Linked DNA regions of Gossypium hirsutum: region 2 is linked to region 1. The links are chromatin contacts, called in public Hi-C maps. All regions are on one chromosome and are shown on one strand. The core of a region is the stretch at or near the end of the contact, and the rest is flanking DNA. Distances in the headings are between cores, read along the strand shown. Region 1 holds the start of LOC107948276 (protein EMSY-LIKE 1). Region 2 holds the start of LOC107948550 (UBP1-associated protein 2C).

What was found. A called contact is a pair of places that touch in the nucleus more often than the background predicts.
Region 2: a contact with region 1 is called in a Hi-C map of hypocotyl, with 4 times the contacts expected there. The contact joins the promoter of LOC107948550 here to the promoter of LOC107948276 in region 1. A contact is called at or near these places in 2 of 34 Hi-C or Micro-C datasets (hypocotyl and leaf).

Annotation. Positions count from the first base shown.
Region 1 is chrA04:25,959,440-25,966,849 of Gossypium_hirsutum_v2.1, reverse strand. LOC107948276 (protein EMSY-LIKE 1) reads left to right here and starts at 1,737. Exons shown (of 10, transcript XM_016882770.2): 1 at 1,737-2,197; 2 at 2,801-3,003; 3 at 3,104-3,213; 4 at 3,304-3,424; 5 at 3,627-3,854; 6 at 4,217-4,285. The coding sequence starts at 2,170.
Region 2 is chrA04:26,445,738-26,452,837 of Gossypium_hirsutum_v2.1, reverse strand. LOC107948550 (UBP1-associated protein 2C) reads right to left here and starts at 2,514. Exons shown (of 6, transcript XM_016883137.2): 1 at 2,124-2,514; 2 at 743-863; 3 at 394-537. The coding sequence starts at 2,251.

The DNA.
Region 1 (7,410 bases), core at 488-2,987:
TGTTTCCAATTTAGTCTCGAATTATTTCTATAGTAGTTTTAGGGCCTCGAGGACTCGATTAAGGGACGTTATGAATGTAATTGAATGTAATTAGATTATGTTTGTATTGATGGATGAATTGAATGGTTTACTGTTTTATTTGTACGATAATGCTTTGTAACCCTATTCCGGCGACAAATACGTATTAGGGGTGTTATAGGGACAGTAAACACAAGAGTCTATATGATGCCTTTATGTCATGTTTTGTTTGGATTTTGTGGCGTGATCTACCATGTATGTCTAGTAAGTTGTGTATATCTATTTTTATGGTAAATTATGGATAAATTCTGTTAGATCTATAATAGGTATGGCTAAGATAAGGTATTGATATGCTCAGGGTTAAAGGTTGAATAAGATTTGTGAAATAATTGAGTAAGTTTTTGAAAAGAACTGTGTATTTGTATATTAATAAAGGTATCCACTATGATGGTCTAATAATATTGGATATTGATATATTCGTATCTATGTATGACCTAAGAAATTGTCATTGTAGGTTTGTTTGTGTTATGAAATGGTTGAATTCGAGTTATATGGAATCTGTTATATTTGGGTGGTATAATGACTTCGTCTGAAATCATATGAAATCTTATTATTGATTATTTTGAGCATCTGGGTTTCTAGAGTAAAATTACATGAAAGTTGTCTGATTGATCTACGTATTATACTATTAGTATGGGTTTGGTGGTATTGAATAAGTGTATGATTTGATTAATAGTTTGATGGTACTTTGATCTACATAAGTATTCGCCAAAATTTGTATGTATTCGCCCATGATTTATGTTTTTTGAACAATTGCTTTGAGATAAGTGCAAGTATTAGGATGTGGTCTGTATGAAACATATTTTGAAGGTATGTTTTGCCTGGAAGTACATATGTAAACAAGAGAATTAAGAAATGTCTGAAAGAATCTTCAATTAGTTAGAAAAGAAAGAAGTGATATACTAAGAGTATGATAGTTAATGTGTATGTGTGTATCAAAACTGTAGTGGAGTTTGCCCAATATAAGGGGTTCAAAAGAAAGATTGGCACATATGTGTTCTTTAAAAAAATAAAGTATTCGCCAAGGTAATTTATAATAATGCTCACTAAGTTCTTTTGAACTTATAAGGTTGTTGTGTCTATAGTTAACAAACTTCTTTATTGTAATGATCTGTATCATGTCTGATGTAATAAGTCTTTTTAAGTACTCCCTCTGTTTTTAAATATTAATTTTTCAGTTAAAATGATAAAATTTAAAGAGATAGAAATTGTAATTTGTTATGTTAAATTGTTAAGTATTGTGTGTAGTAACACCCCAAAATCCAAATGCGGCAAATCAGGTCGAAGGCATTACAAAACTAGTCAAACACATTTAGGAAATTATAGTTCCTTGTAATTACTAGAACATAATGTAATTACCCTTTCATTTTATTTCATGATTTTCAAAACTAGAATAAACCACGTTCGATTTAACTAGTATCGATAGAGGTATCAGCCCGTGAATTGGAACTTACCATGCTAAAAGAACTAATTTAACTAATTTTTTTATCTTTTTCTATAATTTTTTAATAAAGGAATCCTCAGAAATTTTAAAGAAATGAAAAGATCAAGTATTAGAGCCCAAATAGATAGAAGAAAATAAAGAAAGGAAGGCAGCAAGCCCAAAAGGCCTAAAGCAATAATAGATATCCGGGAGACAATAGAGTGAAATTTATGTTTGATCAAAACAAAGATCTTTGGAGCAGAACAATACATGTCCGAACTGGACCGGAACTATCTCTAAACGAGAACACTTTAAAATAGGACAGCAAACCAAATCAATCTCTTCCAAAACAAATCCAAAGCGAAGCCGTAAGAAGTGAAGTTTTTCATTTCAAGTCCAAAAAGTCCCTCCCTTGCCCTCTCTTCCCCCATCCCTGCCTTCAATAAAATCTCTTTCGAAATAACCAACACGTACATACCTTTCAACTTTCTCTCTAAATCTCTGTACTTGGATTTGGATAGGATTTTTGCATCGTCGGCAGCTTCTTCCTTCAATTTCCTTCTCTCTTTCTCTCTCTCTGGGCAACTTCTCGTTAGGGTTTTTGTGGGTTGGTGTTTTCCTTCAACAAAGAGAACATCTTTTACTGCTTCGTCTTTTTATTTCTCGGTATGGACTATGAAGTTTGCGATAGTAGTGGTATGTTGCATTTATTAATGTCATAATTGTTGTATTAAACAATGTTGCTGTTTCTGGGTTCATTTTTCTTCTTCACCTCCTTTTTTTTTCCTTTCGATATTTGAAAATTGGATAATGGGTGCATTCATTTTCTTTTTGGGTGGGGGTAAGATTAGAAATGAGGGTTTAGGGTTTAATTAATTGGGGTCATTGACTTTTTGATAAATTTCACTGCGGAAAGGCTGTTGTTTGGCTTTTACTTTCTGGGTAACTTTTGGGTTTTATTTCCACATTTTTTATTTGAATTCTAAGTGGGATTCAAATATAGAGAACTTCAGTATATAATTTCTTTTTTCTGTTTGAGAAAAAAAAAGCAATTTTCTTCTCTCTCTCTCTTTCTCTCTCTTTCAATTCTTTGTCCATATTATGCTAGATTTTTTGTTACTAAACAAGAAGATTCATGATAAACCCATTTATTTCCATCTTTTTTTATGTATATTTGTTCGATTGCATTTCCTTATAACTGTTCTTTTGAGCCTTGCAAACAAGGGCATCAGAATACTATTAATTGCCCTGGGATGCCTCTATGCTGCTTGGTCATTCTTGTTTTTATAATGACAACAGGTACCGATGATGATTTGCCTCCTTCACAGCCAACTAGAGTTCCAATAAGGGGTAATATTGCTGGAAATGGAAGATCTATTGTAGGTTCTGCTTCATATTTTAGGATGCATTCTGACATGGAATCCCAAATACATCTACTTGAGCAAGAAGCTTACTGTGCTGTTCTGCGTGCTTTTAAAGCTCAATCCGATGCCATTACTTGGGTATGATGTATTACACTTGTTGGACTTGGTTTTAATTTGCTTTCCTGTTTATTTCATATTGATCGGGTTTCCATGCTTTGGCATATGCTGGCATATTCAGGAAAAGGAAGGCCTGATAACAGAACTTAGGAAAGAACTGAGGGTGTCAGATGATGAGCATAGAGAGCTTCTGACTAAGGTTAATGCTGATGATATTATCAGAAGGATAAGGTTCGGATGCTTCATGAATTACTCTGACTTCAGGGTCCAGTGATTGATTATTATTCTGTTTAATGGATTATAAATGGGCAATTGTATCAGGGACTGGAGACAAAGTGGTGGGAACCAGCCTGCGAGACTTGGTGCATCTCATAGCATCCACAGTGTTTTGCCTAGTCCAACTGTTTCAGCATCCCGCAAGAAACAGAAGACATCTCAATCGGTAAACTCCCTATCATTGCTGGTGGAATAACAAGTTTTAGAACATTATTAGTAGTTCTTTGTGTTAAGCTTTCTTCTTTGGATGCTAGCTAGTGAAGCTGCTTTAGGAGCTTGGACCAAATGCAAGGAGCAATGATAATGATTTCGTTATAGAAATGTGAATGTGTAAATTGACTTATATTACTTGAAAATTTCCCCTACAGGGTCAGTCATTGCCTGGCCTATCTTCGGCAAAGCCTATGCATTATCCTGCTGCAGTTTCTGCTGGAAATAGGCAATTCAATAACCGTGGCACTATCACTAGCCTTTCAGCGAATGAACGTGCTGAAGGAGCAACTTTTGATCCCTTAATTGGAAGGAAAGTGTGGACAAGATGGCCTGAAGACAACCATTTCTATGAGGCTGTAATCACTGATTACAATCGCTCTGAGGTATGTTCAAGGCATACAAAGGCATTTTCTGTCTCTCTCTTTGTGACTCATCATAAGCTGTTGGATTTAGTTGTTATAGAGAGGATTGACTGCATAGTATGCCTATTTTTACCCAATACTGCAAGTATTTTATTTATCTATGTTTTACTAATTTGTCTGCAATCTGTTAATATTTTGAGCTGGGGCGAAGTATCAATTTTCTAAAGGCCTCCAAAATTACAATCTGATTATTCAAAAGGATTATTCTTTATCCACTATGGTTTAATTATCTTCTAATGATTGTAAAATGACTTTCAGAATTACTTGTATTAATTCCATGTGATGCTAAGTCATCAACGGTATATTTTATTGTTGTTTTACAGGGTCGACATGCTTTGGTTTATGATATTAATACAGCAAATGAGACTTGGGAATGGGTTGATCTCAAAGAGGTAAGTAGATATGATTTTTTATTTTATTTTAAAGTTCGATGTGTTTTCTAGTCTTTACCTTGTGTAGCAGCAAAGTTTGTGTTGACAAATATGATTTTTATTTTTTATATTGATGTTTTGTATATAATGCTCTTGATTGTGTATAGTTTCAAGAGTTAAGTGGCACCAATTCCTTTACTAAATTTACACAAAAACCAAATGTTTTAACATTTAACAAAAATAAAATTAGGATACATATGCCAAATTTTAATACCTTTTAAGAGTCTACCTTCTTCTAATCAGATAACTTTCTCTTCCCTTTCAAAACACTTAAAAATTGTTATTTGCAACATTAGTGAAATTTGTTACATGCAAATAAAACCTGATTGTTGGTTTTTATGTGTTCACATATGTCTTACGGCATAAATTAGAATTTGGAAGTTAGCTAGGCCTTGTTTGAGCTGAAGTCAGTTGGTTTTGGGGAGGAAAGTTTAAAGCCTTATAAAGTCATACTTTCTCGATAACGAAAGGGTCTTTCTGAAAACTAGCAAATATCAATCAGATTGACACAGTAAAGTTGTTTTGATTATAAATATTTTTTAGTTGTTATTTTCAACTAGGTTACTATGGAATTTTAAAGCGTTGGTGTTTTAATATTTTGAGGGTAGGCATTATGTTGAACTAAACCAAATTGTCCTAGAATATTACTAAAAATAGGCCTATAGGCTGTAGGTATAATGTAATGAAGTACAGTTACTAACATTAGTAACCTTAATGAAGATAACATATATAGTTCAGATGCAACTAATGTCGCTTTTATTTGACTGCACTCTTTTGTTGCTCGGACTTTTCATATTTCTTGTAGTTTCTTTGTCCAACACTAGTCTCTACCACATGGATATGAGTATATGGCCCCCAAGGATCCTCCAAATACATAGAAAAACTTGAAAAAAATTCAACTATACCCATGTCTATATGTACCCATATCCGATACCACGCCGAGTAACATAGCTTTTCATTTCCAGCAGTTGTAATTAATATGAATCTTTTCTTCCATGACATGAGAGTTTTTGTGGGCAAGGGGTAGGATGATTGTTTTTACACGTGGCTACTATGCAATTAAGCACTATTAAACTGTTTTCAAGTTTATCTTCTAGGAAGTGATAGGAATCTGGTGTTATTTTTGTAGCCATTTTTTTATGCACTTGTTTAGTTATTTCGTTGTTGGTTATGCATGTCTTCCTAATTTGTTAAGAAGTGAGCTATTATAGATACCTGTGAACTATATGTTTCAATTTCTGTACTTGATGACATCAATGCTTGGTGCTCTATTATAGTGTTATATTCCTCATAACCTTCATTTCCGAGCTTCTCATATAAAGTTCTTTCATTATCTTAATTTGTAGGAATATTCTGTAAATATTTTAGGAATATTTTGTAGATATTTTTTTTTATTAAAATCCCTTATTTTAAGGGATCATATCTCCTATTTAGTATCTTTCCTAACTTAGAGTTTCCTAAAGTAGTGTCATAGGTTGTATATAAAAACTCTGATTTATGTTCTATTTAGTATAAAATACTCTGATTTCTACATGGTATCAGCTTAGGTTACGATTTCTTTTTCAACCTAGACCATGTCCGAAACTCCTTCTCCTACTTCGGAGATTACTTCAAATCCAGAAAATTTTTCTGGTTCCGATGCTCCATCAGATTCGTCTGGTCTGACTATCACCTGCCATCGATTGAATGGCAACAATTTTCTTGAATGGTCCCAATCAGTTAAGATTTTTCTCTTGGGCAGAGAAAGATTGGACTACGTTACTGGTGAAATCAAGAAGCCTGCTGTGACTGATGCTGGTTTTGCTAAGTGGATGCGTGACAATGGTCAGGTTATGACTTGGCTCCTTAATTCCATGACCCCGAGTATAAGCAAAAACTTTCTTCTTTACACCACAGCCGCTGAAATTTGGAGTGCAGTCCGCGAAACCTACTCTAGCACGGATAACATTGCTGAATTATATCATGTTGAAGATCAAGCAGCCACCCTTAAACAAGGAACCATGCCTGTTACTCTCTACTACAATACCCTTACTGCTCTTTGGCAACAATTAGATTTGTATGCACATTATGATTGGGTAGATCCAAGAGATGCTGCTCTTTATCAGCAAATTGTTACTCAACGAAGACTTTTTCAATTTCTCCAAGGCTTAAATAAGGACCTGGACGAGGTTCGCGGCAGGGTCCTGGTTATTTCTCCTCTTCCCTCCCTTCGAGAGGCTTTCTCTATGGTCAAGAAGGAAGAAAGCCGAAGGTGTGTGATGCTGTCTGATGAACCATATTCCACTTCTGAAAGATCTGCCTTACTGACCCATCAATCATCTCCCTCTTCCAAACGGGGGAGACCTTGGTGTGATCATTGCAAAAAGCCCGGCCACTCTAAGGAGAAGTGTTGGAAGCTTCATGGTAAGCCTCAGGACTGGAAGTCCAAGCACTCTCGAGATAATAAATCAAGCCTTGTCGTTGCCACCTCTGTCACTAGTTTCACTAAAGAACAGATTGCTGAACTTCAAAAACTATTTGGAAAGTTTCAAGGGTCTTGTGAAGGTAATCTGGTCATAAAAGATCCAGAAGGTAACCTTTCTTCTATTGCATTTTTCTCCTCCCAGTTGACTCCTAATTGGATCCTCGATTCTGGTGCTACGGATCATGACTGGTAACAAGGCATTGTTTCACAATTTTTTCCATACCTTTGGTAACGCTGTCAAAACGGCTGGTGGTACCTTGTGCAAAATAGAGGGACATGGCACTGTTATTCTCAATGAACAGATTGCACTTAAAAATGTTCTCTTTGTACCAAATCTGGCGTGCAATCTCATCTCTGTTAGTAAATTGTCCACAGACTTGCACTGCTCTGTAATTTTTAATGATCGTGATTGTACTTTGCAAGCACTGAACTCGAAGAAGATGATTGGTAAGGCCAGCTTGCATAATGGTCTCTACATCCTCCCTACCTCTCCTAAAATTGAGATCTCCAAGTCATTTACCGCTTTAGGAAAAGTTGATACTGTTATGTTATGGCACTTTCGTTTAGGCCATCCTAGTTTCCAATACCTTGCAAAATTGTTTCTTGCTCTATTCATTAATAA
Region 2 (7,100 bases), core at 1,265-3,764, 490 kb before region 1:
AACTCCAGATGCCATGACCATCATAGCAACACGTATCTTGCTAACTCCACGGATTAAAAATAGGAATGTAAACTAAAGTATATCATTGCATTCTAATAGCAGTCAGTATGACACTTTGTTCTACGCACATGCATTAGAAAATTGAATCCATATCATATTCTGCATCACTTATGATACCTGTCCTAGCAAAGATTTATATTAATAGCAGGGTTCAATGGTAACCATGGTAATTAAATGAATGATTGTATGGACACAAAGGGAGAGAGGTGACTAGCAGAGCCCAAAAGGAGAAAAAGATTGAGATGGCATGTAAGTCTCATCCTAGGAAAATAGAAAAAGAAAATGATGAGATGAACTGAGATGCGTGTATACTGAAAAGTAGCTATTACTTACATCAATAAGTTTGCTGGGTGCTCCAAGTGCACTATGCGCTGACTCCATGTGTTTGTAAGTAACGAAACCATAGCCACGAGATTTTCCAGTGGCTTTGTCATAGATGACAGCCCCTTCTTCTATTTCTCCATGCATTCGAAATGCCTAGACCAAAAAATTTGGCTCAATCCATTTAGTTTAAATGGATCTGAGTTTAAAACTTCAGACATATAATTATAATAATAATATTTATTAATATAATGCAGATGGGTATAATTATAGGAAAAAGACAACCCAAAACTCTATATCATGTGGGATATCAAGTGGGACAATCACAGAAAACACAAACAGCAATCAGCAATGCACTCACAGCACACAAGGTTTCTGAAGTGGTATTCCAGGCTAAGCCACGAACAAAAAGCTTTCGATGTACAGGATCTGAACTGGCAATACTTTTAATTTCTTCAGCAATCGAAGGATATTGGGACCCTCTTTATGCGTCAACATGCACATAAACACACATCTACGGAGTCAATCACACAGCATACAATTTCAAGCAACAGTCGTATAGCACACATTCACTTAACACAAGCATCACACTCTCACACACACAGTGAACTGCATAGGGAGAAGATTCTATGCCACAATAGTCTTTAATTCTTTATATACCAACACTCTCATTTTATATGTTTAAAACTATATTAAGGATTTTATCCAGCTCCAAAGATTTACAATTTTGTTGGTCCATATTTGCTGGCACGATTGCTGATATTTTTTTGGTCCATATTTTATTCATCTGAATCTAATTAAAAAAATTAGAGAACTTTTCTTGACACGATTGCTGATATAAACAAAGCACTTCAGTCCCCTTATATTCTTCTAATATTTCATGAAAGCAAAATAATACATATGCTTTACAACGGTGCCTCTTTTACATTTTAGAGCTTTCCAGAATCAAAATCACTTCACTCGTGATTAATGTACTCTCTTCAAGAGCATACAAAGAAGGTGTAACACTGTTTGTCGGACATATAGAATAGGTTTCGCTCATGTCTCTCCTATATAGAACTTCCGGAAGAATAAATGATAGTTGCACTAAAAATTTGGTCTAACATCTATTATGATTCCAGATGTAAAAAGAACATATCAAGACCCTTACAGCAGAAAAATGAGGTAATGTTCTTAAAAAAGCCATATCCTTAACTAAGTGCATCTAAAATAGGAACTAAACCTCGGGAAAAAGTATAACAATAAGAAGGCTCTTAATTCCAAAGGCCAATACAGAAACATCCTAGAATTAAGTGTAAACTGAAGCATGCAAAAATGGCCCATTATGGAAAGGAAAATGCATAAAGCAGATGTAAAAATACTCAAAAGAATATTCTTTATAAATAGACCTAAAAGATCCTATGCTTCGGCGAATCTAGCATAAACAAACAAGTATTTTAGCTATCCATAAATTGATCAAAACTAAAATTGGACATTTTAAAATTTTACAAGGTCAAGCTCATTAGAGCAGTAATTATAATAACTACAATGCTAACAAGGTCAAGAAGTTCAAGTTTAACAACTAATCTTAAACTTAAGCTAAACACTTCCAGAAACATTAAGAAAAATATAAAAGAAATTCCCCCAGAATTAACCACAGCCCCCCGGCCCCCAATCTTAGCCCCCCAAAATTCAAATTTTATAGCGGTTTTTAATAAGAAAATAAAAGAAATTGAGAAAATAAGGGAAAGGCATAAACATACAGTCTAGAAAGAAGATCGACGAGCTGGGATTTAGCAAGAGGGTCAAGCAAAGAACGTAGCTCTTCTTGAGTTGATAACTGGTCGTTGTTGCCCATCTCTTCCATCTTTCTCTTCTTCAAATCCTCCATTTATTTTGCTTTCCTTTCTCGGCTTTGTTTCTGTCTGCAAAAATGGGCTGTTTTGTTCACGAGTTTACGAGGGTTTTTAGGTTAAGGATGGAGTTGTCTTGTTTTGGGTAATGTTAAGATATGAAATGAAACTTTTTTTTTGTAAACACTGTTACAATATCCGCCTTACAGTTTCCGGTTTCTACAGTTAAAGCCCAAAGTATTTGAGATGGACTTATTGTATGAGGGTGGGCGTGGAACAATCAATTTGTCTAATCTGGGGCGGGAGTTCTAGCCTAGGGTCACTAGGTGAAGTCATACATGTTTACCTAGTAACGGCTTACTTTCTTGTAATTTTTACATGATTATTTTATGTTTCAAATAAAAGTAACATTTTACCAATTACTTAATTTATTATATATATCAAGTATAATATAATTTATAATCTAGCACCGTTTGAAAAAAAACTTTTAACTAATGAAAATGTCATTTATTATCTATTTATTACTAAATTGGCAATTTATTAATTATTTCTAATTATGATGTGATAATAACAAAAGTACTCTTAATTTATAAATTATAATTAGATAAATTAAAATAATATTTAATTAATTATTATATAATAATATCAAAAGTGATTTAGCCGTAGATAAAATTTTATTTTCACATTTCTTTTATATAAATATTATAAAATATTATTCTATAAATAATAATTATAATTATTTATTAATAGTGTTTTTATATAAAATATTATTGATATAAATTATTGATAATCAAGTATTTTTAGAGTAATTAATTAGTTAAATAATTAATTTTTAAAATTTTAAATTTTATCCAATGAGATTTTGAAGTGAAAGACAAAATGATAATTTTATATTTTAAATATTTTACCCATGAATATATTAAAATATGAGACTATATTAATATGTGTGGTGATGGAATATATTTTGAAAATTTTTGACACCAAAAACAATGCTAACCACAAAAGAAAATTAAGAGGTTTGATTTTTGACCCGCTCATTGTCTTTTAAATTAAACTAAATTAGCTTAATAGGCTAATTTTTTTAATTAAGTCTTTAGGCTGATTTAAAATTTAATTAAAGAAATATGTCGTTTTTAAGATAGAGAAAGTAAAAGCGTGTCCAACTGGGCACGCTTTATGCACATATGGTAAGAAAGTACGCCCAGCTGGACACATTTTTCCTTTCTCTCTCCAGAGTTAGGGCTTTTATTTTTTTAGGATTAGGATTTGGGGTTTTTTTAGGGTTTAGGGTTTTCGACTGAAACAACGAAAGTTCTTAGGTAACTTTGAGGGGTCGGAGATGTGATAATGCGCATCAGCACACATACATTTTATATGTCATAGCGAGATAGGACCATCCTTAGAAACCCATCGTGGGGAAATCAGGTTTCAGGGTAATAATACTTGATACAATCAAGGGTCGAAATTTAGGTGGAGACCCAATCGACGGTCATGATGTGGTCATAAGTTCGAGTATAACCAGGGGGCTAGGTGACAGTCGTTACGCAGTCAAAAGTTCAAGCTTTTTGCATACCCGCAAACAATGCCCTATATATACCATACATAAGATTTATGTCATAATCATATGGAAAAACTCTGGGGATTTATAGTGTAATCAACGTAATATTTTTTCTCTATTTCCAAGTAGCCGATTTCTTTATCCTTTCATTCTTGTCTGAAGGCTGACACTGAGGTGGACACAAGAGGGCTCTCAGGTGGAGAGTGAATGTTTCGGCATAGTAGAGGTCAAACTCAGGTCGACGCGGTTGTAACACCCCTATCTCCATTGCTGGATTAAATTTAAGGGATATTACTACAGTTTACGAATCCAATGACAACGTAAAACCATACAGTATTAATTTAATTATCAAATATTCAAAACCAATCTTTCTTCATAACTTATATACGAGTATGATCCTTAAATCAAGCTCTAAAATTAGTTTGGAAACAAATAGGGATTAATCTGAAACAAACTAGAAAAATATGATAAAAACTAAAAACAGGGGTCATAAACATGGTTGTGTGGCCAATCGTGTGACAAGGCATAGACTGTGTAATTCAGTGGTACGGTCATGTTGCCATGCCATGTGGAAAAACTTGCACCTAAAAATCAATAAGGCACACGATTGTGTAGTAACATCCATACCTGTACCCGTCCCCGGATTAAGGATAAAGGGTATTACTGTACAATTCATAACAATTAATAACAGATAATATCAAGTTTAACAAATGTAATTAACAACTCATAAATAATTAGATTGGAGTGAAACGTACAATTATGGACCTTAAATCAAGCCCACGTGGCTTTAAAAATAGTTTATGAACAATCAAGGACTAATTTGAAGCAAAACAGTACGTTCAGGAAAAAACTAAAAATTTTCAAAATATGGGTTACACAGCCGTGTGTCTAGACTATGTGACAGAGCCCAAACCGTGTAGCTCTAAATAGGTTCGTGTGGCTACTCCACACGCCCATGTGCTCACCCGTGTGTCCAGCCATGTAACTTATTACCTTGGCTCACACATCAATGTCTCTACCCACGTATCTCCCCGTGTAACTCACTAACTTGGGTCACACGATCGTGTCGCAAGCCATGTGCTAGCCCGTGTGAACCCTGCACCTAACACGCCCGTGTGGGTTGCCCGTGTGTGACACACGATCATGTGACAGATCATGTCCTATGCCATGTGTGCCCAAAAATGACCCAAAATATGCCCATTTCATATCCAAATGCTGAAGTACCTAAACCAATTCTCAAACATCCTTATGAGACTTCAAAATGCATTTCAATGACACCCAAAACATGCCAAACCAATCATTATAAGGCCTAACCAATGTGTCATCAATGACACCGTATTTCAAACACTTAACATTTCACTTAACTAGAATTACATTACACAAGCCTCAACTCACTCAAACAACCTGCATTCAATTCTAACATACCTTGCTTAATTCATATCAAACTTACCATTCCATGCTTGGCCACTCATGCTTAAACTTGAAACTTAATATGCTTACCACATTAGTTACTCATTCCACAACATAAAAAACATAACACATACACATTACAAAATACTTGTGAACCATTACAATCACGAACAAATGGTCCTATTACATGCCATATAAGCCAAGTTAAATTCAAATTCTACTAAAGAGGTCCTCGGATAGTGTGATTCTTCGAGTTGATTCAATCTCCCGATTTCCACAAAAACATAATTTACAAAGAAAAAGAGAATGACACGAGTAAGCTTACATAAAGCTTAATAAGTTCGTCGATTAACGATAAAGCTTACCGAATCAAATATAATATTCAAATAACAATATTAATGAACAAAGTTCCTAACAACAAGGTTATTAACAGATTTCCTGTCAATCATAGCTCACAATAGGTGAGTGATGCTCAACAATAGTACAAATCATTTATCTACATTTCAATAACATTCGGAGATAATAAAACGATGCCAATGAACGATATATTGATATGAGTACATAGTTAACCATAGAAATACACCAGGTGCTCATACGAGCTAGACCAATCGATAAAACTCCTCGGCACCAAATGACTAGCCCGTAGGCTAACATCCATCCCCGTAACACACTAGAAACACTGTAATATAACTCGATAGTCCGCAACAAATGCAAGACCTCAATATATTTAGTAAACAAAGGATATTCTGAAATCATCGTCACTTCTCATTTCAATCTTGTATCGTGCACAAAATAACCTATTGGCATACTAATCGTAGTCTATCCTACGTTCATCGGGCTCGGGATTTATCCATAGAAAACAATGCTATCGTTTCATTACATCAATTCTCATTTACAAGACATTATTTGTATTAATTAGCATTCAACCATTGAATTTCATCTAATACGCATTTAAAAATGTATTAGAATTAAATTGATCGAACTTACCTAACTAAACTGCAACACAACAAGGTATAGGGACTATTCCATAATTTTTTCTTTTCCGCGATTTTCAACTCATTGTTGATCTAAAATAATAATTTTATTCAATTAAATAATTCTAACAGAAAAACCAACTCATTTTATGCAATTAAGTCCTTTTTATGTTTTTACAAAATTACCCTCAACATTTTACTTTTATGCAATTTAGTCCCTAAGCCCAAAACATGCAATTTAACCATTTTCATTCAAATCCAAGCTTAGCTGAATATTCAAGGGTTTCACTACAGACCATATTTTTAATTATTTCATATCAAGCCCTTGTAATTTTATTACGTTAACAATTTAGTCCTTAAACATTAAAATCATCAAAAACTACTTTACAAAATAGTCCTATCTAACAACCACACTCAATAATCTTTCATAAAATTTCAAGAATAACTAACACTCATTAATGGCATTATCCATAATGTTAAATATTTTTACAAATTAGTCCCCGAGTTAGCAAGATTAAGCTAATACGAGCTTAAAAACATAAAAATTACTTAAAATGGTGAAATTTCACATACCTATTGAGAGACCCAAGCTTGACCAAATGTTTTCCAAGCTTCCTTTAGTGCCACATCCCAAAAACTGGGTTAGTAGAAATTGGGTTAATGAACCGAGAGTGGTCACAATCGAATTTTGTGTTTCAATAATCTTTTACTTATTTGATAAAAAATATCAATTATAGTGATTGAGTAGTGGCGGAACTATCCTTGATGAGATGAGTTTGAACACGTTCCCTCTTATTAATTTCTTTTTTGTGCAAATTTGTTTTAAACCCTTAGCAAAGGTCATCCCATGTTTTTAATATTTTCTATTAAAATAGAAACAAGGAAGTGAAGTGGTCAAGTGGTTAAGTGCTCTTAAGCTATCCTAGAGGTCCTAAGTTCAAGTTC